6 separate regions of the Mus musculus genome follow, and all the other regions are linked to region 1. A link is a contact called in public ChIA-PET, HiChIP or PLAC-seq and promoter capture Hi-C data. All regions are on one chromosome and are shown on one strand. Each heading gives the region's core, a stretch centred on a gene start, on an enhancer-like site or on the middle of the called end of the contact. The rest is flanking DNA. Distances are from core to core; before and after follow the strand shown. Region 1 holds the start of Zc3h13 (zinc finger CCCH type containing 13). Region 2 has its middle 13 kb from the start of Gm36060. Region 3 holds the start of Slc25a30 (solute carrier family 25, member 30). Region 4 has its middle 12 kb from the start of Gm36060. Region 5 holds the start of Lrch1 (leucine-rich repeats and calponin homology (CH) domain containing 1). Region 6 has its middle 19 kb from the start of Erich6b.

What was found. Promoter capture Hi-C pulls out the DNA fragments that hold promoters and counts their contacts. ChIA-PET counts read pairs in DNA pulled down with a chosen protein or histone mark. HiChIP or PLAC-seq counts read pairs in DNA pulled down with a chosen protein or histone mark.
Region 2: a contact with region 1 is called in a promoter capture Hi-C map of hippocampal neurons, with 2.6 times the contacts expected there. The contact joins the enhancer-like site here to the promoter of Zc3h13 in region 1. A contact is called at or near these places in 3 of 39 promoter capture datasets (cranial neural crest, hippocampal neurons and maxillary cranial neural crest), 5 of 115 datasets of contacts at active chromatin or transcription factors (embryonic midbrain, embryonic stem cells and forebrain) and 1 of 9 other capture datasets (adipose tissue).
Region 3: an RNA polymerase II ChIA-PET map of memory CD8 T cells shows a contact between it and region 1, with 93 read pairs. The contact joins the promoter of Slc25a30 here to the promoter of Zc3h13 in region 1. A contact is called at or near these places in 2 of 39 promoter capture datasets (embryonic stem cells and hematopoietic stem and progenitor cells), 1 of 484 Hi-C or Micro-C datasets (B cells), 2 of 115 datasets of contacts at active chromatin or transcription factors (effector CD8 T cells and memory CD8 T cells) and 3 of 9 other capture datasets (adipose tissue, liver and macrophages).
Region 4: an H3K4me3 HiChIP or PLAC-seq map of embryonic hindbrain shows a contact between it and region 1, with 4 times the contacts expected there. The contact joins the enhancer-like site here to the promoter of Zc3h13 in region 1. A contact is called at or near these places in 3 of 39 promoter capture datasets (cranial neural crest, hippocampal neurons and maxillary cranial neural crest), 1 of 484 Hi-C or Micro-C datasets (the G1E-ER4 cell line), 5 of 115 datasets of contacts at active chromatin or transcription factors (embryonic forebrain, embryonic hindbrain, embryonic stem cells and 1 more) and 3 of 9 other capture datasets (adipose tissue, liver and pancreatic islet).
Region 5: an RNA polymerase II ChIA-PET map of memory CD8 T cells shows a contact between it and region 1, with 192 read pairs. The contact joins the promoter of Lrch1 here to the promoter of Zc3h13 in region 1. A contact is called at or near these places in 1 of 39 promoter capture datasets (pre-B cells), 2 of 484 Hi-C or Micro-C datasets (B cells and embryonic stem cells), 1 of 115 datasets of contacts at active chromatin or transcription factors (memory CD8 T cells) and 1 of 9 other capture datasets (liver).
Region 6: an H3K4me3 HiChIP or PLAC-seq map of embryonic basal ganglia shows a contact between it and region 1, with 3 times the contacts expected there. The contact joins the enhancer-like site here to the promoter of Zc3h13 in region 1. A contact is called at or near these places in 4 of 39 promoter capture datasets (the HPC-7 cell line, cranial neural crest, frontonasal cranial neural crest and 1 more) and 8 of 115 datasets of contacts at active chromatin or transcription factors (astrocytes, embryonic basal ganglia, embryonic forebrain and 4 more).

What each region holds. Positions count from the first base shown.
Region 1 is chr14:75,282,832-75,286,312 of GRCm38.p6, reverse strand. Zc3h13 (zinc finger CCCH type containing 13) reads right to left here and starts at 1,947. Exons shown (of 19, transcript NM_001359875.1): 1 at 1,648-1,947. Cpb2 (carboxypeptidase B2 (plasma)) reads right to left here. Exons shown (of 11, transcript NM_019775.3): 11 at 2,758-3,082. The coding sequence ends at 2,898.
Region 2 is chr14:75,564,493-75,567,990 of GRCm38.p6, reverse strand. No RefSeq gene overlaps it. Among named protein-coding and RNA genes, the nearest start is that of Gm36060, 13 kb to the right of the region's middle. Within about 2 kb of position 1,405, at least 31 of the 459 cell types and tissues checked have an H3K27ac peak or open chromatin away from gene starts, as enhancers often do. A contact at or near this core is called in forebrain and hippocampal neurons, where this site is marked.
Region 3 is chr14:75,785,467-75,788,828 of GRCm38.p6, reverse strand. Slc25a30 (solute carrier family 25, member 30) reads left to right here and starts at 1,792. Exons shown (of 10, transcript NM_026232.3): 1 at 1,792-1,904.
Region 4 is chr14:75,539,112-75,542,566 of GRCm38.p6, reverse strand. No RefSeq gene overlaps it. Among named protein-coding and RNA genes, the nearest start is that of Gm36060, 12 kb to the left of the region's middle. Within about 2 kb of position 1,461, at least 26 of the 459 cell types and tissues checked have an H3K27ac peak or open chromatin away from gene starts, as enhancers often do.
Region 5 is chr14:74,946,228-74,949,535 of GRCm38.p6, reverse strand. Lrch1 (leucine-rich repeats and calponin homology (CH) domain containing 1) reads left to right here and starts at 1,659. Exons shown (of 19, transcript NM_001252132.1): 1 at 1,659-2,152. The coding sequence starts at 1,876.
Region 6 is chr14:75,621,458-75,624,654 of GRCm38.p6, reverse strand. No RefSeq gene overlaps it. Among named protein-coding and RNA genes, the nearest start is that of Erich6b, 19 kb to the left of the region's middle. Within about 2 kb of position 1,589, at least 9 of the 459 cell types and tissues checked have an H3K27ac peak or open chromatin away from gene starts, as enhancers often do. A contact at or near this core is called in embryonic basal ganglia, where this site is marked.

The DNA of each region.
Region 1 (3,481 bases), core at 698-3,197:
CTGTTAAGCTAAATATATGTGTGTGTGTGTGTATATGTATAAGTAATATATACATATAATACATATATGTATCTTTAAAAAAGACCAAGATTTAAATTCAAAATTTATGCTTAATACAATATAAATTAACACTAATGACTTAATATAATGTATTGATATAAAAGTCATACTGTGCTTTAGTATTCTAAATTTATATTACAGACATTAAACTGAGGTAAGTGTCTCCAGTCTAGACATTAATCAGGCCCAATCCAGATAAGCTTCTGAGATCAGGTGTTCAGGGTGATACGGCCTGCTGAGAACAGAGAATATACTCAGAATAAAGGTTAGTGTTCACTCCAAGTCACCAGTAAACAGAAAGCAAATAAAGAAGCTGTATCCCTGGATTGAACATATCCAGGAAAACAAAAACAAAAACAAAGCAACACAAAACAACAACAAAAAACCCAAAAACCAAAACTACACTGTGTACAAACCTTATTTACATTATTTAAAATTAGCATAAAGTACTTTTATAGGATTTACATTGCACTATGTATTAGAAGTATAGAGATGATTGAAGGCATATAAAACATCGTTTTCCAGAAGGGATTTGAGTTTCTGCACATTTAGGTATCTGAGTCACCCCCTATGTGTTGGTATCAACTACATCCTACCAGATGCTCACACTGAAACTCAAGTTTCAGGGCACAACCGTTTGCACAGAAATTGTGACATTCCTACATCAGCTTGCTAAGTCTCCAGATGAAACTGTCATCTGATATAATCTAACTAAGAAGTTGGAGGTTATTTAAAAATTTATACGTCTGTGTTGCGAAATATTGTTGTTTGGATTCTAAAGCTAGTAATGTTAAGTACTACATAGCAAAACTAAGCATATAGGCAGAGCCGCATAGTGATCTGGACTAACTAAATAAACATATCACAGACTTTTAAACCCTTAAATGCCAAACTTAAAGGTCCAACCTTTTCAAATTATTTTTTTTTGAAATTCACAAACCAGGAGAGACTGTGCACGCCCATAACTGAAAGAGTTCAAATTATCTGAAGACTCCTAATAAAACGAATTAACTTAAGATACTGCCTCTCACAAGCAAGATCCTACCAATATCATCCAAGTATTTTCTTCAACTCTGAATACTTTTCCAGCCACATAAATGTCAACCTGCTTAGCAAGTGATACTGCCAGATATATCTTCTCCTTTCGTTCCAGCTTCCCGTTGCCTGGGAGTATAAAGATAAAACAGTACTCCTACACTCCCAATAGTATTTACTGCAGCCGGGAAATAAGCAAGACCAGGAACAATCAAAAGGACTCTCCTTTCTTCAATAGATCTGGAATACGTGAAGAAGGCAACTCTAAATCCAAGAAACACAACTGCTGCATCCTTTCACCACACACAAATGCGACCACCACACCACGGTATCCGAGTCCGCCTGCTTCCTGACACAGACTGCAGAATCACAACTGGAGCAACAGCCAGATCTAACACCAAGAGCCTCTGCAGAGTCAAGGGTGGGATGCTCAAACAGCGTTCAGAAACACAAGCAGCACAGAACAAGGCGAGCGAGGATGGAGGCCACAGCGCAGGACGCCCACACGAGCCGGGTCCAACGCCTCTTCCCATCCGCTCCCCGAACGCTTACCTCCTCTCCAAGCACCCTTGTAAGCGCAGTCTTCAGGACGTCCCTGACGCCTCAGCTCCGGCTGTCCCCGCGCCCGGCCCCGGGAGGACGACCAAGAGGACGTGCACGCGCGGCTCCCAGGGGCCGGCCCTCCTCAAGCGGGGCGGACGCCGGGAACAGGGAGCAGCGGAGCCGCCCGGATCTTCTCCCAGCTCTGGAGAGCTCCGGACACGAGACGAGAGACGCACAGAAGCCACTGCAGAGCAACGCTAAGACCACAACTCTGCCTGGCCGCTACACTGGCAGCATCTAAAAGCCGACGGAAGTCGCGAGTTTGCCCGACTCCTCCGCAGGCAAGGCAGCTTCCGGCCCCCAGATTAGTCGTCATCGAGTAAGCCCCGCCCCTCTCAGACCACGCCCCCTCGCGTCCGACGCGAGGGCAGTGCGGAGTGTGTTCCTGACGCCTGTTTACTAAGGTCTGGGGACACGGAGTCAGCGTGGGAGGACGGAGATTCTCAGTTGACTGAGATTCTGGTTTTCACCGTTTTCCATCGCATAAAGTGCTACTTTGTTTCGGCAGTAACCACCAGCCTGGTGCGTTTCGAAGCTGCAGATTTTGACAACCGCCCGTCCCCCGCCTGGGCCTGAAGCTGGAGCAGAAATGCACGGATTGCGTTTTCAAGAACAAGAGCAGAGACTGATTAAAATTTTAGGGTGCAAACCCTTGAGGTGCTACAGAGTGCCTTTGCTTTTCCTGCTTGGATCCAATGATCTCCGTAGATTTAGGGTAAAAGTTGCTTAGGAGGAGCTGGAGAGATGGCTCCAGCCGTTAAAAGCGGTTGCAGCTCTTTCAGAGACCAGGTTTGACTCCCATCCCCCACGTGACTGCTGACCACCTTCTGTAACCTTCAGTAACAGCGGTTCCCCATTTTCTTCTGGCCTCTGATGGGGGTCCAGCATAAACCTGGTGCTTAAACTCACACCCTCACGCCCCACCACACACACAGTACATCTTAAAACTGCTTAAGATAGCTGTTCATCATAAATCAAGGGACGGTGGGGTGGGACCAGTAGCTAACCTCTTAGAATAAAAATAATAAAAATAAAAATGTTAAAATACACAGGGGGCCATTTTCACTCTTAAGCTCAAAGTAGTGTGCTTTTTATTCTTCAACAAAACCAAGGAAACTGATTCAACTTAGAAGCTAATGCAACAGTTAAGTGTTGCTGAAATCAATAAAATAAAAATAATGAGAGCGGAGGTTAGGGCATTAAGTGTTCCTGATGACATGCCAAACTATTTTAGAGATGGCGGCCAAAGCTTCTGCACAAGTGGGTTTGATGTATCTCTCAGGCAGCAAGAATCCGTATCTGCCTGTATCTCGGAGCTCAATTGTAAACGAATATTTGATGCCCAAATCATAGATCCAATCGTCAGAACCTCCAGGAGCTAGATCTAAAAGAGACACAAAATATATTTATTTCATAGCAACAAACACTTTATTTCATTGTAGAAACGAAAATAGCTTCCTTCTGGATGTTACCTAAATTTCTTATCTGAAAGTTGTAGTCATCTAAAAGAAACCATGTTAAGAAAGAAAACACATGTTGCCCAGAACTCAACAATAATCTGATTAAGGAGTGATAACTGCCAATAACATTTTAGTACATTTTACAGTGCATGTACTTTCTGTCTTAATTTGTAACATTTCTGGAAGTAATTATTGTAACATTACCAAATGTATCATTATTGTGTTTGAATAGACATTATTTTGAGTCATTTTAAGGGATTGCATTGTAAACTATAGTTGATTCAAATAATTTTGTTGATAAATAACTTAGTTTCTTTAGAATG
Region 2 (3,498 bases), core at 156-2,655, 280 kb before region 1:
CATCACACAATCTTGTCCTTGAGTATTTGTGGATCTTCCCAGAGCAAGAGTGCATAGAGGAGTTAGACTGCTAAGTATAAACAAGATGTAGCCTTTTAGACCATCAAGAAATGCCTATGAGCCTAAGATCACACACTGAATGGCAGCCTTTAGATGACTGAGTCCCACTGAAATACTCCCCCTACTGCATTGATGGTCTCTAATGACCCCAGTGGAATTTAGGAACAGATTCCATGAATACAAAACACTGTTAGAATTAGTCTTATCTTGACAACCAGTTGTCACAAAGTCCCAGGTTTGTTGAGATCCGGTTCTACAGAGCTGGCTCTCAGGGGGAAATGGATTTTGATTTCCCCATTGTATTCTAACTGCAGCACACTTTGGAAGGAACCATTTGTGACGAGTAAATGACAGGAGGAATAAATAATTCAGATCAGTTTTCCTTGTAAGGACTTGGAGTGTTTGCCTGATGCTCAAGGTTAGGAATTATAGCTCCAAGGGATGGAGGTCTCATTTTGAACATCCTTTATTTCTGTTAATAAAGGGGCCCTGACTTCTGCTAATAGAGTGGCCTACAGTGTTTGCCATGTGAGGGTTCATGTGGCCCAGCGTGCAAGTGCTTTGTATTTTGGATCCAGACAGACCAAGTCTAAGTTTTGGCTATCTCATTTAATTAGTTAGGAGTTTCGGGGATACTTATTTAATTGCTTTGGAACTCGATTTTCTGGACTGCAAAAGACAGGAGAGCAATCATAGTTATCTTAGAGGTACAGGAAACCTGGGTCTAAAGCATACTTAGAGCACTTGAATTTTCAGCAAGTGTCTGTTATTAGGACTTTTCTCAGAAAATAATGCTAGCCTTCACAGAGTTGGCCAGTGGATTCGGAAAGATGAACAGTGTTAAGCATTTAGTGCCCTCTGTGCTGGTATAGGGGTGTGAAGGTAACAGTTTAACACGACTTGTTTATTAAGGATCCAGGCTTGATAATTCTGCTGTCTCTTGGAGTATCTGTTCCTTCCAGCTCTCCAGGGTAGGGCCTTAGCTCATCTGTGATCTGCTTCTCCCTGAACCAGAATCATGCACACAAGGTACGACAGTGAAATTCATCCTCCAGGTTCACGAAGCACACAGTCTGGCACGTTAGTAAATATGAGTGTTGTGGGGAGCTGGAGGCGTTATAAATCCGTTTTACAGAAGTGAGGGTGGGCGTAGAGACTGCCTGTGTGTCTAACCCTTTCTCATTGCAAATTAAACATCTTTCCTTTGATCCCATATTGTGGCAAGAAACTAACATGAATCTTTGATCCCGTGCCAGTATCTAGAGAAATTACGAGGTCTACCAGGATGGGATAATAGAGCATCATCAAGACTTCTAGCTTTGGAAATTACTTAATCTCCATTCTCAGTGGCTGCTGCTTTGAGACAGCTGTGACAGAAAGGTCCCAAGTGCTATTGAGAACAGCTCATCAGTTCAGAACAAAGCTGATTATGTAAATTGTGCATTAAGATGCAGCTCCAATTTAATTTTACTCTGTAAATAAATATCCCATTAGCATCCATCTGTTGCCAGTCAGGTGAGGCCTTCTCTAAGAGAATACGGCCAAGACCCCAGTGGCTTCTCTCTAAATGCTGATGGGGTGTGGGAGGGTGAGGATTAAGACACCCAAATTCTCTGTGTAGAACTTAATTTGGTTCTCTAAGTGGCAAGTCAGCTATGAGATCAATCGAGGGCAAGAAGAAGCTAGGATTGGCCAAGAACAACAGGACACCTCATCTATTTTTGGCCCTGCTCATTGAGGACACACGCAAGCCTTCTCTGATTGTTGTCTCCAAGATCAATAATAATTATAGCTCAGCCTATTCCCTCCAAAAATAAAAACATTTCAGCTGATGAGAGGCGAGCACTAAATTAGCGCGCCAGCTCTTCTGGCTGCAGGGCAATTTATCAGGCAAAGCCGTTCTTGTGAGCATCGTCTTTGCTGAACCTGAGGATACAGCTCCCCCATCAGCACAGGGAGTGTTGGACAATGGTACTGGCTGGCTGCCAGCACCAGAGGGAGGGTGGCAGGGAGAGCGCATGTTTCCTCTCTTGAGCTGTGCTGCCCAGGTTTCAGGAGGCTGAGTTGTAGAAGCTTCTGCTATTTCCACAGTAATCTATCAACACAAGGAGCAGAAGCTGTGCCACTATTCACCCAGCGGAGGATTAAAACCTGTGGTGTGTTTGGGTAGTGCTGCTGCTATGAGGAGCGGGACTGGTAAGAGGCTGGGCACAAACCCAGGAGACCCATTGTGGCCTATGCACTCTAACACTTAAGGCGTTTTCCCCACAGTTAGTGACTGCTGCGGCTGGCTAAGGACATCCCGGGAGAAATACGAAGAGGCTCTTCAGCAAGGCAACTAGACACGATGCTATGAGCATCAACAAAGGCTTTTGAACGTGCCATTAAAAGAAGACAAAAGTAATTCCTCCCTCCAAGTAATGAGGCCCATGGATTCCAAAGAAGATCTGTCTCCCCCACATTCTTTTCTCCACTGGAGGCCAAGTTGGAAGTCAGAGCATCTGCCCCAGCATCCCTAGTGCAGAGAGAGGACTAAGCTCCTCCCCTTTTCCTCTTCTTGTATCGAAGTTGATTCTGATGCCAGACTCCACTACCTGCCACTATCATGGCTGTGCTGTGACCCTTGTTGCCTGTTTTGATTGGGGCTATTGTGGCTCAGAGTAATAGAACTCTTGACAGTTGTTTAAAATTGATATTTTCCTTTCTCACATAACATTTCAGAGGCAGTCGGGTCAAGACTAGCACAGCAATTCACCATTGCTGTTAGGGCCAGCTCTTTCCTTCTGTCCTCACAGCAGATTGAGGTGTTGCCTCAAGATAATGATTTTATGATCTTGTCTCCAAACAAACAAAATCAAAACACACACACACACACACACACACAAAATGAAAATGATGAGTGTTTTTATTTTACATAATTTCAAAATATTGTTAATTTCGAACCATTAATGAATTATATTTGCATTTCAGTACTAACTCTTCATGATTCCGTATATTTTACACTCCAAGACTCTCAGTTTGGACTATCCATGTATCAATCTCTCCCAGTACTTGCAGCTAGTGGGGCCCACACTAGACTCAGCAGCTCTATAGTGCTCTACCCAAATACATGCTCAGCCTGCAAAGTAGCTCTCCCCCCACCCCAGCCACTACTGTACTTTATTGACTACAACAGTTTGAGAGGGCTCATCTAACTACACGGATCTGTGAGGCATCCTTTTCCCTTCTGTTTTTAATCTGAGTTGGGAAGAGCTGGACCAGCAGGCTTTCCTTGCTCAGCCTGTCCTTCCCTGGACAATTCCACCAGGCGATCTCTCCTCTGATGTGAGAGTCTCCCAGCCCAGCGGTCTCTTTTGCTTGAGTCCATCCTTGCTGGGTCAGGAACATACTACATCCCATTATCTAGAAGGAACCAGTGCCTTATCTAAAAACAAACAT
Region 3 (3,362 bases), core at 543-3,042, 500 kb before region 1:
AACGAACACACATGCACTTGCACACACATGCACACGAAATATTCATAACATAAGCAGGAATAACTAAACCTAAGAACAATTTAAAAAATATCTGCGGTGAGAGGCATATTGTTTGTGAGGGTAACACTGATGGTCAACCTGACAGATCTAGAATCAAGGTTCCTGGGATACCCATGAGGTATTATCTAGATTAGGCATGCCTGTGAGGGATGTGTGGGGGCAGGGAAACTGAAGTGGGAAGACTCCCCCTGAATGTGGCCAATACCTTCTATCAGAAGCTGATATACAAGGAGCCCCAAGGGAAAACCCTTTGCTTGCTTGCCTTTGCCTCTTGCTAGTGAGCGCTTCTGTCATTGCTTCTAAATTCCTTTGCTGGCACCAGAACCAGGCTTCATTGGCTCTCCAAGATGGACTGAAGGCCATTGGTTCTACAGGAGCCTTGGCATCAGATTGGGACTACTGAGGCACCCAGGCTGCTGGTATGAGCAGCTGCCAGGTCCCCCAGCCTTTTCACATTGCAGGCAGCCATCCTTGGACTGACTACCCAGACCATATCATGTGAGGTGGCTGAATAAATCCCCTTTGAATATAGTCATTATATTGGTTCTTTTTCTAAAGAGAACCCAACTACACTGTTTTATGTTATGTGACACAATATAAAAGGAAACACACAGAAGAACTTTATAACAAAACTTTCCAAGGACAATCGGCAAGGACTATTGAGAACTGGTTTTGAGAACTGGTAGGCATTGTGCTGGAGAGCAGAGAGTGCTAGACGATAAAACATCCCCAGGACACAGAAGCAAGGGCTTCCAAGAAACAAACCCAGCAGTCCACATCCGTTTTCAATGCAAAGAGGAGGGGCTTTGTTGAGGAGATAGGAACCTTGAACAAGCCGCATCTTGCTCTATGCACCTTGCTCCGTAGGTAACAATGACAAACTGGCAGAGTGCATGTCCAGAAATGAAGGAAGTCTTGTGAATATCCGCCATTGTTCTAAAGGTTTCTAAATTTAATCACGAGGAAATAATCCCACGAATCCAGAACTTGACAAGACAATTGGTCTGGACCGCAACTATGCCAAAGTTAAGAAGAGTTTAGGAAACTAGAGGCTCCGGTCAGATTGTAAATAAATAGCTAATGAAAAAAAGAAAAAGAAAACGAGAGCTCTGGTTTAAGAAGTTTACGAGAGGTGAATTCAGATGCATTGGGTTGATTTTTAGTAGCTCCCGAGTTTCCTGTGCGCATGTGTGGATGACCTTTTGAGACAGCAAGGGGATATAAATATTATCATATTTATATGGGATATGATTGAAAATGTACTCAGTCTCTTGTATATGATAAGTGGTAATTTTTCAAGAGTTCGGTGTGAAAGGAATAGACACAGAAAGAATGCAAGAGTTGCGAAATGCTAGCGTTGGTGAGTCTGGGCTCTCAGTTTTCAGTCAGCACATTTCAAATTATAAAGCTCTATGTTAAAAACAGTGAACGCAAGATGATTCTTTGCGACTGCCGAGGTTCTGGGAGACACGGAGAAGCCCCTCTGAAGAAGAGTCTGTGGCTTCCCGGCTTCCCCTTCACAGACCGAAGGCAGTGGGGAGCAGCGAGCAGCCCGCAGCTCGGTTCCCAGCAGTGAGAGCCTGAGAACCCCAGTCTGGTTGCTTCTGGGACCCGCTCTTCCTGGGTCTCCTTGGCTGTGGCTGGAGGCGTGGCCTTGAGGGAGCCGGTGTCGACAGTGACCAATGAGAACGTGGTGTGGGCGTGTCCGGGCGAGAAGCGGGCGGAGCCGTTCCCGGCTTGGGCCGCGCCCGCCGTTCGGCGGCCTTTTCTTCCGCTCCCGCACCGAGGTGCTCCCAGGCGGCTGCACTGGCTCCGAGGAGTAGCAGGAGGAGCTCCGCCGCGGGGTGAGTTCCCGGCCGCGCTGCTGCCTTGTGGACCTGGCCAGAGAACCGCTGCGGCGGGTTTGCTCCGGGCTGAAGTGCGCTGGGGTTCGCGGGCTGGGGTTCGGTGGGTACGAGGTTCCGGAGCCCGGGCTCGCTCTGGGACCCGGGCTCGCTCCCGGGTTCTAGTGGTTCTGCGGGATCTGCGGAGGATGGCTGAGGGGGGCGTCCGGGAGGCTCAAGGGTTGCACCCTTTGCTGCGACACTTCTTCCTCCCACCGGTGTGCGCCCCTCCCATCCGTGGGCAGAGACGGTGCAGCTTCAGCACCCGCGAGCTCAGTACCCGGGATAGGGCTCTTCATCCATTGAATTGCTGGTGTAGGGCTGGGGATGTTGCTCAGTGGTTGAGCTATTTATTGTATACAGGGTCCCGGGTTCAATCATCAGCGTTGCTAAATAGGCGGTTAATAAACAATGTCCATTTTCTTTAAGGTAATGGGGCGCGCGCGTACACACACACACACACACACACACACACACAAATTGCTCGTGAAACAACAAGCTAGGTTGCTGCTTGCGAGTTCGCAAGAACCTGTCAAATGAATTGCTCGAAAAGTTAACGTGCTAATGCGTTTTAAAGGCTTTTTAGGTGTAATTTCAGGCAAAACACTCAGTAGTCAGGATTGTTCTTGCCTAAGAATAGCAAAACAATGCTAGAACGAACGCCCTTGTAGATTCTACATTCGGAGATGTGTTAGTGTGAAGCTGAAAGGCATGGATTTAGATCTTAGCAGTGGCACTGCCAACTTTTGTAACATGGGCTTAATTATCTCGTGAAAAAATGGTACTATTTCTAAAATGTTTTTAAAACACCATATTTCATAAGTATGTGTTGAGTTTGGTTTTTTCTTTTTTTTACCTGTACACTTAAAAAAAGATTCACCCAGTCTTATTTATGTGTCTGTGAGTTTATATGCGAAGTACTTTTGGAAGTCAGAATGCATCAGATTCTCTAAAACAGGAGTTCTAAGCAGGTGTGAGCCACTTGATGTGGATAGTGGGAATCGAACCCTGGTCCTCTGGAAGAACAGGCTGAGCCATCTCTCGGCCCCTCACTGTGTGCTTTTAATGAAGAATAGGAATAGGAAAGGCTTATGAAAAGACAGTGTAATGGGGGAGAGATTTATGAGAACACGAAGGGAAGAGTATGTGATTACGGTTTAAGACTGTACACTGAAAGAACAGACCAAAATGAAAATGATTTATTAATTATATAAGAGGAACTTGGAGAGCCCGCAGAAGTACTAGCAGTGCCAATTTTAAAGAATAATCGTACAAAGCAGTGAGTTTCATCACACTGACTTCATAGCTTTGTTTCTCATCCTACCCACCCGCCCCCTCCCTCCATCGACTGCCTGCCCAGTTAGAGCCCTTCTACTTTCTTTTTTTTCTCATTTTTTAAAATATTTTTTATTATGTATT
Region 4 (3,455 bases), core at 212-2,711, 260 kb before region 1:
TATAAAAAAATTCATAGCATCTCAATTTCTTTTAATGACACTATAAAAAAAATCTATTTGTTTCTCAAGAAATGTAAAAGGCACTTAGCCCAGGGTCCCTGGTGCTTTATCACTGTCTCTTGAATCAAGGCATTAGTTGGCCTTCCAGGAAGCTGGAGAGTTTCTTAGAGAAGTATGGAAATGTAGTTGCTTCCCCTCCCATCCCCCCAACCCCCAGTAAGGGAGCCAGAGGGCTGCCTGCTGTGGCCAGAGGCTCCTCTCAGGGCCACTTTTTTTTTTTTTTTTTTTGGTTTTTCGAGACAGGGTTTCTTTGTATAGCTCTGGCTGTCCTGGAACTCACTTTGTAGACCAGGCTGGCCTCAAACTCAGAAATCCACCTGTCTCTGCCTTCCAAGTGCTAGGATTAAAGGCGTGTGCCACCACAGCCTGCCTCAGGCTGACTCTTTAGGAAGGTCATTGAGAAATCCCAGCTGGTCGTTCTTTCCCCTAGCTCTAGAGGAAAGGCAATGTGGGTTTTACTTTTCAAGTCACCTGTTTAGCATCTGGATATAAACCCACCAGGCTGGAGGTGGGAGGTCAGAGTGCGGCGCTTCCCACGCACAACCGCACAGCCGCACAGCCTGCTCTCTCAGCCTGCCAGGGAAAAATCCAGCTGATGCCATTTGACCCCCCTGACCCGCCCTGCTTATTGGGTTTCCTCTCTCTCACTCACCCAATTGTTTAGGACAACTGAATCAAGCTGACATTTTGATAATAAACTCCAGACGGAGTTGAGTTTTCAAATTTGGTCTTTCTTTCCTGTAATGTTGTTTTCATTGATTCTGAGAGTCTCAGGAACGCTGGTGTTTCTTTTACAAGCCCTGGGCAAGATGCAGACCTCCACCTGGGAGTGTGTGCAAGAACAGGCTGCCTTGGTACAGAGAAGGCTCAGCTGTCTCCTGTTTTTTCTCTTACATCCACTCAGGAAGCAGAAAGAGGGCTGTCAGATGGAGCTGTGTCAAATGAAAATGTTTGGTAATTTCAAAGCTACTAAACCAAAAACCTATTTTCTGTAGAAACATAGTCCTGGGCATAATATTTTCTCTTTTTTCGTAACTTGTGTCTGTAGCCGTTTGCATTACTTGGACACTAGCAGAAAATAGGATTTCTCACCTACAGATGGAGAAGAGAAAAGAGGCCTGCCTAAACATTAGGTAGAAATTGCTTGTCAAGTTTGATCAATTCTGAGAAAATCCAAATCCCCTTTGAAGAGATACAGTTGATGCTGGAAGATTAGATGGGGTCGTCCTTATGCAGTCATTGTGTGGCTAGATTGTCTGCATATGCAGCCTGTTTGCTAAATGCACCATACATTTGCATCTAAATGGTCCATAAATAATTTGATTCTGCTCTGCAAAGTGCCACACAGAAACCCCCTCCCCCCCCTCCCCCCGCTGGGCGTGGGAGATGTGTCAGTTGGACTCTCCTCGGTCACTGCTTCGATGGTGCTATTATCTGACAAGGCACTGGGGAAAGAGTACAGGAATCTATTAGTGAGAGCCTGTTTCCATTATGAGCTGAGATTTGAGTGAGCCGGCAGAGAAATCTTTCATTATGTACAGCATTTGGCCTCCAGGTCTCAGGGCCAGACTGATAAAAGTAATAAGGAAAAAAAGCTGAGGCTAGTCCGGTGGAGCCCATCCCCCACTCCACACAGCCACCACGATCTCAGCAATTTTGCTTTGCGTGTTGTGGACCAGTGTAAGGTGTCAATGATCAATGTCCCTGCTGCCTTCTGTGAGGACGATGACTATACATACCTGTTTCATCCATCCAACACTGGGATGTGTAGCTCTAGCACACACATTCCCGCCTGAGGTGACTGGGTACCCCTAAGGGTTTTTAGCTTGGCCTGAAAGGTCCTGAAAGAGAGAGAGTAAAAAATTATGTAAGCCTCTAGACTTGTGTCCAAAATAGACCTCACTAATGGCAGGGAGTAAAAGTTTAACTCACCCCAATGTTCCAGGATGTACTAAGCACAAAGTAGAAGTTTAACTTGCTCCATTGTTTCAGGAAATGTTCGTACAGAATACTCCAACCGTTCCTTGAACCCGTTATGCTTGCCAAATGCTACAGCCCAATGCCAGGCGTTTGAGGTTTCTGCCTTTATAAACCCCTTACCCCTTGAGCTGGGGGTCGACTCCTCTACCCCTGTGTGGGATACAAGTCGTCCCCAGTGCACTGGTCTTTCCCGATTTCCCCAGTGCACCGTCATCCCGGGGCTTGAGCGAGGGTCCCTCCTGTTTCAGGGGACTTTCAGGCCAGGTATTAAGATCAAACTGCAGTGAGAGGTGCTGGAGAAATGGCTTCGTGGTTAAGAGAGCTTGCTGTTTTTCCAGAGGACCTGAGTTTGGTTTCCAGCACTCATATCAGATGGTCTGTAACTCTACCTTCAGGAGGCCGAGCGTGAGCATACGCATGCGCACAGGCGTGAGCAAATCAATTTAAAAAGAAAAACAACTTCAATGATGGCAGAAAGCTAGTGTGTTGCAGGTGGCAAGCCAAATCATCTTGGGCTATCTGTAGCCCTCAAAGTAGCCATTCAGAGTACAGCTCTGTGAAACCGGACATTCTTGTTGGCTATTAGGTGAATCTTGTTGGGTGTATAAACGGGTCTCTAGCCTCCTCTGACCCAAAGTAAGAAGGCAGGAATAGCACTGCCAGCAGCTCCCTTCTGGCTGCTCTTGTCGCGTGTCGGTTACTGCAAAGCTGTGACTTTTTACGGCCTCCTTTCCATGAAATTTGCGATCTCCCCTTTTTTTAAAGGTTCCAGGGGGATGGCACGGCTTGATTTAAGGAAGTTCAATATATTAAATCTAGTTTCACACAGAAGAAATATGGGAGGACGGTTATTCACTTTGTGAAAGGATTCACAGCGGGATGCTTAGAGTGATAAATATTATATGTGGTACTTAGTGGGTGATTTAGTTCATTGTTACAGGAATATGTCTGTGGGCAAAATGCTCTGTACTTACTTAAAGGGTCCTGGTGTTTTTGCCCCCACCTCCCCCCACCATTACTCAGCCTTTTCGGCCCAGCTCACAGGGACACAGAGACACTGAGACAGTGGAGCACCTGACAGTTGCTTCTAATCTCTTGTTTGTTTTCTGGAACTCTGGAGCCTTGCTCTTACTGTATAGTCTCTTACTGGTTGCTTTTCTTATCACTATAAACAACACCCAACAGAAGGACTTAACGGTAGGAGGGTGGGGGTGGGGGTAGGTGGGTGGGTGGGTCCTCACACCTGGCACATCAGGAAGCAGAGGGCTCAGACAGTAGGAGTGGAGATAATCTAGAGAATGGCTTCTACCTTTGCCAAGTAGCACACACATGCTAAAGGTTCTGTCACCTTCCATCTCAGCCTACCTGTTAGTTAGAACCTGAGTGTTCAAACAAGTTCACCCATGGGGGAAATG
Region 5 (3,308 bases), core at 410-2,909, 340 kb after region 1:
AGCAGAAGATTCAGGAATGAATCAGTGCAGCTGCACCTAAGGCTACCTCACTAGGTACCCAAAGCACACACCAGAGAAAAGAAGGTCTCTGGCACATCGCGCTGGGAAAGCTAGATTCTGCATGTGGAAGAATTAAACTGGATCTCTGTATCTTGCCCTGCCCAAAGATCAATTCAAAATGGATCAAAGCACTTAATATAACACTCAAAAACCTTAAATGGTCAAAGGAAAACAGGAAAAAACCCTCCATGATGCAGGAATTGGGAAGGATTCTCTGAAAAGAGCCCTAAGCTCACAGGAAATGATTACAAAAACTGTCAAGCAAGATTGAATGAAATGAAAATGCTTCTACACCACAAAGGAAGCAACAGATCGAAGAGACCGCCTACAGAACAGGGTGAAAACAAAACTAAGCTTAAGGCACAGTTTATGAAATCATAGAGACTTGAAGGAAGTGGAGCCAGAGAGGAGGAAGGTGGTGGGGGGTGAGGGCGGCACACCACTAGGTGGCGCCTGTTTCTTCCGGAATAAGTAGGATTTGCTCTCAGCCTGGAATCTCAGGAATTAAGGGGTAGCCCTGTAGCGAAGTCCATGCAAGTGACATAGATCATGTCATACTTAGTGCTGAGCCCAAGAAGTCATTAGGTCCACGCGGCTGCCTAGACTATCACAGATCTGCATTACTGTAGTATGTATGATAAAGTTGTATCATGTCCATACTTCACTCCAGCCTCATTTCTCCAAGCCGAGTCACTCCATAGAGACTATCAAGCTTTGGGTCCCAGGCTGTTAAGGTGTGGGAAGGGAATGGAGGCTTTATCAGTCTTCCAGCTGGGTGGCTTTAGGTGACACAGGTCCTCTGGCTCTTCCATGGGGTGCAAGGCCTGGCTCAGGCGCCCACTGTAGGTCAACCCATGGCAGAAGATTTGTTTGCAATCAGACAGTTCAGTTCCCATGCCTCACATGAATAAGAAGGTGGCGCACCCGGAACATTTCATAGTACCTAGGCTTAGGTTTAAGATATGACCTTTGTGATCACTAGGTCTTTGGCGTTCTAACGCTTGGAGTAATAATTTGGGTATTTTATCATAAAAATTACCCTTTCTCAAAGCCCTTCCTCTATAGATTTGTCTATTTGCCCTGAAGTCTTTCTTGTTCCTGTGGTCTGTAGTGAAGGTGCAAAATTTTGGTGACTGTGGGCTGCGTGTTCGAATTCTGCAGGGGTGATCGCGGCTCGCTTTAACTTCCTCTCGCTGAAGGAAGCAATTTTTCCACTCACAGATTTCCTGGATTTAGTGAGAGATTTTGTATGGTAAGCACCTAAATGCCAGGGGGCGTCCGTGAGGGTAAACCCACAGTGGAAAAACTGCTTTTGGGGGCAACTCTGGATCAATCAACCAGAACCACTCTCCTCCCTGTGACCTTGTATTCCAAATCTTGTCTCCCGCCTCGCCTGGGTTTTCATAAACGGCTTAAAAAAAATCCCAGAAGACAAAAACGAAACCGACAAAATACCCTGGCCCGCAGATGTGTAAACTACAAGGGGTCGGGCTGGAGAGAAAGTCACCCAGAATGTGCATCCAGTTCCAGCCAGCTTCGGGGGTGGAGCGCCAACAAGCTGCGGAGGAGGAGCGGCGGGCGGGGGCGCGAGCACGAGCAGACACAGGCGCGCCACCGCTGCCGTCGCTGCCGCCGCCGCAGCCCTTGGCTCCCCCGGCTGGAAACCTTGGCGATCGAACTGCTGCCTCCACCTCTGCGCCGCTTGCCGCCCCTCCCGCAGTCCCGCGGCTTTCGAGGGAGCGCTGCGGGGACTCGGGACCGCCGGGGAAACCTGTGACCCCGCGCAGGAGCGGCGGGGCGGGGGACCGGGAGAAGATGGCGACGCCGGGAAGCGAACCCCAAGCTTTCGCGCCCGCTCTCTCGGTAACCGCCCTGCACCCGCATCTCCACCAGCACCACCAACACCACCAACACCACCAGCACCACGGAGGCACCGGCGGCACCGGCTTCAACCTGCCCTTGAACCGTGGTTTGGAGCGCGCGCTGGAGGAGGCGGCCAACTCTGGGGGCTTGAACCTGAGCGCCAGGAAGCTGAAGGAGTTTCCCAGGACTACGGCCCCGGGACATGACCTCTCGGACACGGTTCGGGCAGGTGAGACAAGGCCGGGGCTGGCCACGCGTGTGCGAGCCGGGCTGTCGCTCCTTCCCGCCGGGCCCGAATGTGTTACTAGATTGGCTCGGCAGGAGCGGGTTCTGCAACGAGCACGGTGGTTGTAGCGGGCACGGTGGTCCTCCTGGCCCCGGCGACCTGCGACCGTGGTGCAGGAGCGCAGGGATGCGCCTAGGAGCTGTTCCTGGCGCGCGGGAAGTGGGGGCATCTCGGGCGACCGCGAGCAAGTCCAGAACACGAACCAAGTCGTGGACCTCTACATGGAAGCATTCTGCGTCCTGGTGGGTGGGGAAGGCCAGACAAAGGTGGCCGGCCGTCGGCTAGCCCTGTCCTCTCCGCGTAGTGTCGGGGCCCCGGCCTCCGCGCCGCGCGACCGTGGCTTGCTGCAGCCAGAGAGGCGGTGCCAACCTTGGTTCTGCGCCTGTGCGAGCAGAGGCTGGTGTCTGGCTCTCCGCCCACACATTTTGGTTCCCTCCACCGGGGCTCCCCGGTTCTCACTAACCCCGGTCTTTGCGGGGGCCCTGGAGGGGAAGCGTGGCATAGTAAATGAAAAGTAATTAAAGTGAGCCTGTTTGCCAGTGTGAGCCCGGCAAGTTGTAACCCGCGCCACAGAGCAGCCTGCTTCTTCAAGTTGTGTCATGTGTTGACATATTTTGGAGATGTCTGCTTTCCCTTTAGTAGTCGGAGTTGTGGGAGTGGACCCATAAACAGGAAGGAGGGTGGTGGAAGAGGGTTGGGGCCTTGGGAATCCGTGCAGATCTGACTTAAGTTTCCGACCATATCCTGTTCTGTTCTTTGCGGGACGATTTGTACCCCAGCGAGCGCCTAGCGTTTCCCAGGGCAGTGGGTGCCCCACTTTTGTGCCATTGCCTAGACCTCACGACTGTCGTTGTCTCTTCCGACTTGCATCAGGTCTCTTAGGCTTCTGAATGGCTTGGCTTTCAGATGGGGTCCTTCAGCTACTTATAAAGGAAGACTAGGGGGCGGGGCAGGGGAGCCAGCTGTGGCTTTCGGAGGCTAGGTTTCTGGTTAATTCCATAAACATTTAATCAGGAGACCAATTGAAAATTTAGATGGAGTTCTGAGTCCATTGGAGGCTAGAAGCACTCCTCTGGAGTCATTAAACGGTGATATTTGG
Region 6 (3,197 bases), core at 340-2,839, 340 kb before region 1:
CCGAGGAACTGAACTTGAGGGTTTCCTCTGGTCTCTACACACACATATGTGTGCACCTATACACAGATGCACGCACACACACAGAGAAGAGCATGTGCTCCATTTGGTCCCAGACGTGCCATTTACAAACAGCAAAACTGGTTTTGCCCCATAGTCCTTGAGATGGATTTTTCATCCAGAAGTTCTGCTCTCAGTAGGACCCCATAGGCTCTAAGATGATAGAAAGAGATAGTTGTTGTTGTTGTTGTTATTTGTGGAAGTCTTATTATGTAATCCTGCATAGCCTGGATTCCACAGAGATCAACCTGCCTCTGATCTGTCCTCCAAGTGCTGGGATTAAAGGTATGGGCTATTACATCCGTGTCTTTTGTTGTTTGTTTGTTTGTTTGTTTGTTTGTTTGTTTGTTTTTTAATGAGAAACAGTAACACCACAACCAAATAGGCTTTGACACAACAAAACCAAATTCTGAAGTGGGGCTGGGAGAACTTGTGGTAGAGATTTGGGCCAGTTTCCTTCCTCGTGGGCCACACCATCCCGATTCCCTGACAGCAGCAAGCATAGGAGTCCTTCGGCAGGGTAGCCTGGCATGGCAGCCCTGTCAGGGCAGGTGTGACTGACAGGACTGTCTCAGTGGTTATGTGCTTCCACATAATCAAAGGGGAACGCTGACACTGGAATTCAGAGGCAGAAGGACCCGGGAAGTAATCGAGTCCCACCTACCGTAGGATGTGCTGATTGACAGCAGCAGCTGATTTGGAAGAACAATCATTGGCAGCTGACATGGATGTGGAAAGGAGGAGGAGACCATTTGGGACAAGGGCAGTTTTCAAGAGCATCCTGTGATCCCAGCACTCAGGAGATAGAGGCAGAAGGAACAGAGGGGCAAGGTTATCCTGAGATACTCAACGTGTTTGAGAACAGTCCAGGATATATGAGACCCTTGTTTCAAAAACCAAAACAAAAATAAAAGAACAACAATAAAAAACGTTTAAAGACTTAATCATTTCTTATTTGTACTGTTCCTCTCATCCGTTTATCAAGCAGGCCTAACCCTGCTCAGCTTCCCCGATCAGGCACAGTCACTGTAGTACAGCTATGGGATTATCTCTAACAAAGCATAATTTGATTTTTCTTATAGGCAGGTAAGAGTCAGGTTGACATGACTCCTATAGCGGAGTTCACAGGCTTGTAGTCTTAGATCTCTTTCAAAGTATTTGGGATAATGGTGGGGGTGTACCCCTAATTTAAATGATGGCTTGAATTGAGCCTAGTCTTAGAGGAAGGCAGGTGGTGGTTCCTGAGCATAGACCAGGGGACAGAAGCAACCAAGAGCAGCATCTTATTAGGCTCACGCTGGGCATGAGGGACCGTCAATCAACTAGATGCCTCTCGGTTAGCAAGGCTCGTACTCACTTCATGAGGTACTGCCTCTCTCTAGCAGCCCTCCCGCCATTACTCAGTCATACAGCCCTGATCTCGACAGTTCTTCATTAGTCCCCTGAGAAGACTTTTCTCTGGCTCTAACCATATAGCAGGGAACAGGAGTCTGGCTGTTGATTGGGGAGGGAAGACGCATATAATCACTCAGCTTGTATTAGCCCAGAGTGGAGTGACAAGCCTGCAGTTCATGTTCTCACAAAGATGATGAGCTGTCTCAAACCAGCAATTTGGAAAAAAAAAAAATCTACAAGACTCCAAGAGAATTTGTCACTGTCTATTCCCCTCCTCTTTCCTAAGTGTTAATGCAAATTTGCAGTTGAGTTTAAGATATTTTGAAATCGTCTTTTCTGGCATTCATTGATACCCCAGTAGAAGCAAAATGCTAAGTACCATATACATTGCTTATGTAGCCAGATAAGTCTTGAAACAGTGTTCGTGTTATGTATTTTTAAAATTTTTTCTCCCTCCCTCTCTTCCTCCCTCCCTCCCTCCCTCCCTCCCTCCCTCCCTCCCTCCCTCCCTCCCTCCCTCCCTCCCTCCTTCCTTCCTTCCTTTGACTTTGGCTTTGCAGTCTCCCCTGACCGGACTTAGAAACCATCTCACCTCGTTTGGTTCTTGAAGTTTTCAGTAAACCACTGCTGCTGTGTTGACATGGCTAACATTGCCCGTGGTTGTGCTTAGACTTTTTAACAGCTGCAGGCAAATGTGCTTTCTCCGGAAGAGAGTGAATGGCATCTGATTTTAGGATTTGTTCGAATGTTCTTTGATGTCTGGAAAAATTTGAGGAAAGACAATCTAAACCAAGGGGCTGGGCAAAGGCACAGAGGTGTGCGCTCTGAGGAAGTTCTGGGAGATGCTATCAAAAGCCTCTGCACCCCAGATAGGACACCCCCTGAAAACAGGAAAACTATCCCACCCGAAGTAGCTTGGTCAAGCAGAAAGCTTATTGGGGTGACTAACAGAAGTGTGGGTGATGGGTTACAGCACAGCTGCAGCACTGAGCAGCCCACCCCTGCCTGGTGATGATGCTTGGAGCTCACTGCGGAGCTTCGGAGGCTCAGCCAGTCGAAGGGTCTCTTGTCCCAGCAGTTGTTACTGCTAATGTAACCATTGGAAGGGGCCTTGGGAATCTTTTACGTTTCAGCAGCTTCTGCAGACTTCCATTGGTTATCTTTCCAGCCTTAACGAAATGTTTTAATGCTAAGGAAACAGTGACAAAGCAGCATACTTCAAAAATTCAGACACAAACATCTCTTGGATTGCAAAGGACAATGTTTCAGGTCCGGGAGCCTTAGAACCTCCCAGAAGTGGGATTTGTCTGTGAGCATCTGACATCACGTAAAGGAAAGGAGAGGACCCGCTGTAGGACGCAGAGTAAAGGGTAGTGGACTAGTGTGTGAGGGTTTCCATCGCTGAGAAGAGACACCATGACCAAGGCACTTCTTACAAAGGACAACATTTAATCGGGGCTGGCTTACAGCTTCTGAGGTTCAGTCCATCATCATGGCAGGAAGCATGACAGCATCCAGGAAGGCATGGTACTAGAGGAGCTGAGAGTTCTACATCTTCATCCAAAGGAAGCCAGGAACAGACTGTCTTCCAGGCGGCTAGGAGGAGAGTCTCAAAGGCCACGCCACACTGACACACTCCAACAAGGCCACACCTCCTAATAATGCCACTCCCTGGGCCAAACATATTCAACTGGATTTTGTGCCTCTCCTTTAGGTAATTAAGTTCTGAGTAATTCTGAGTATAC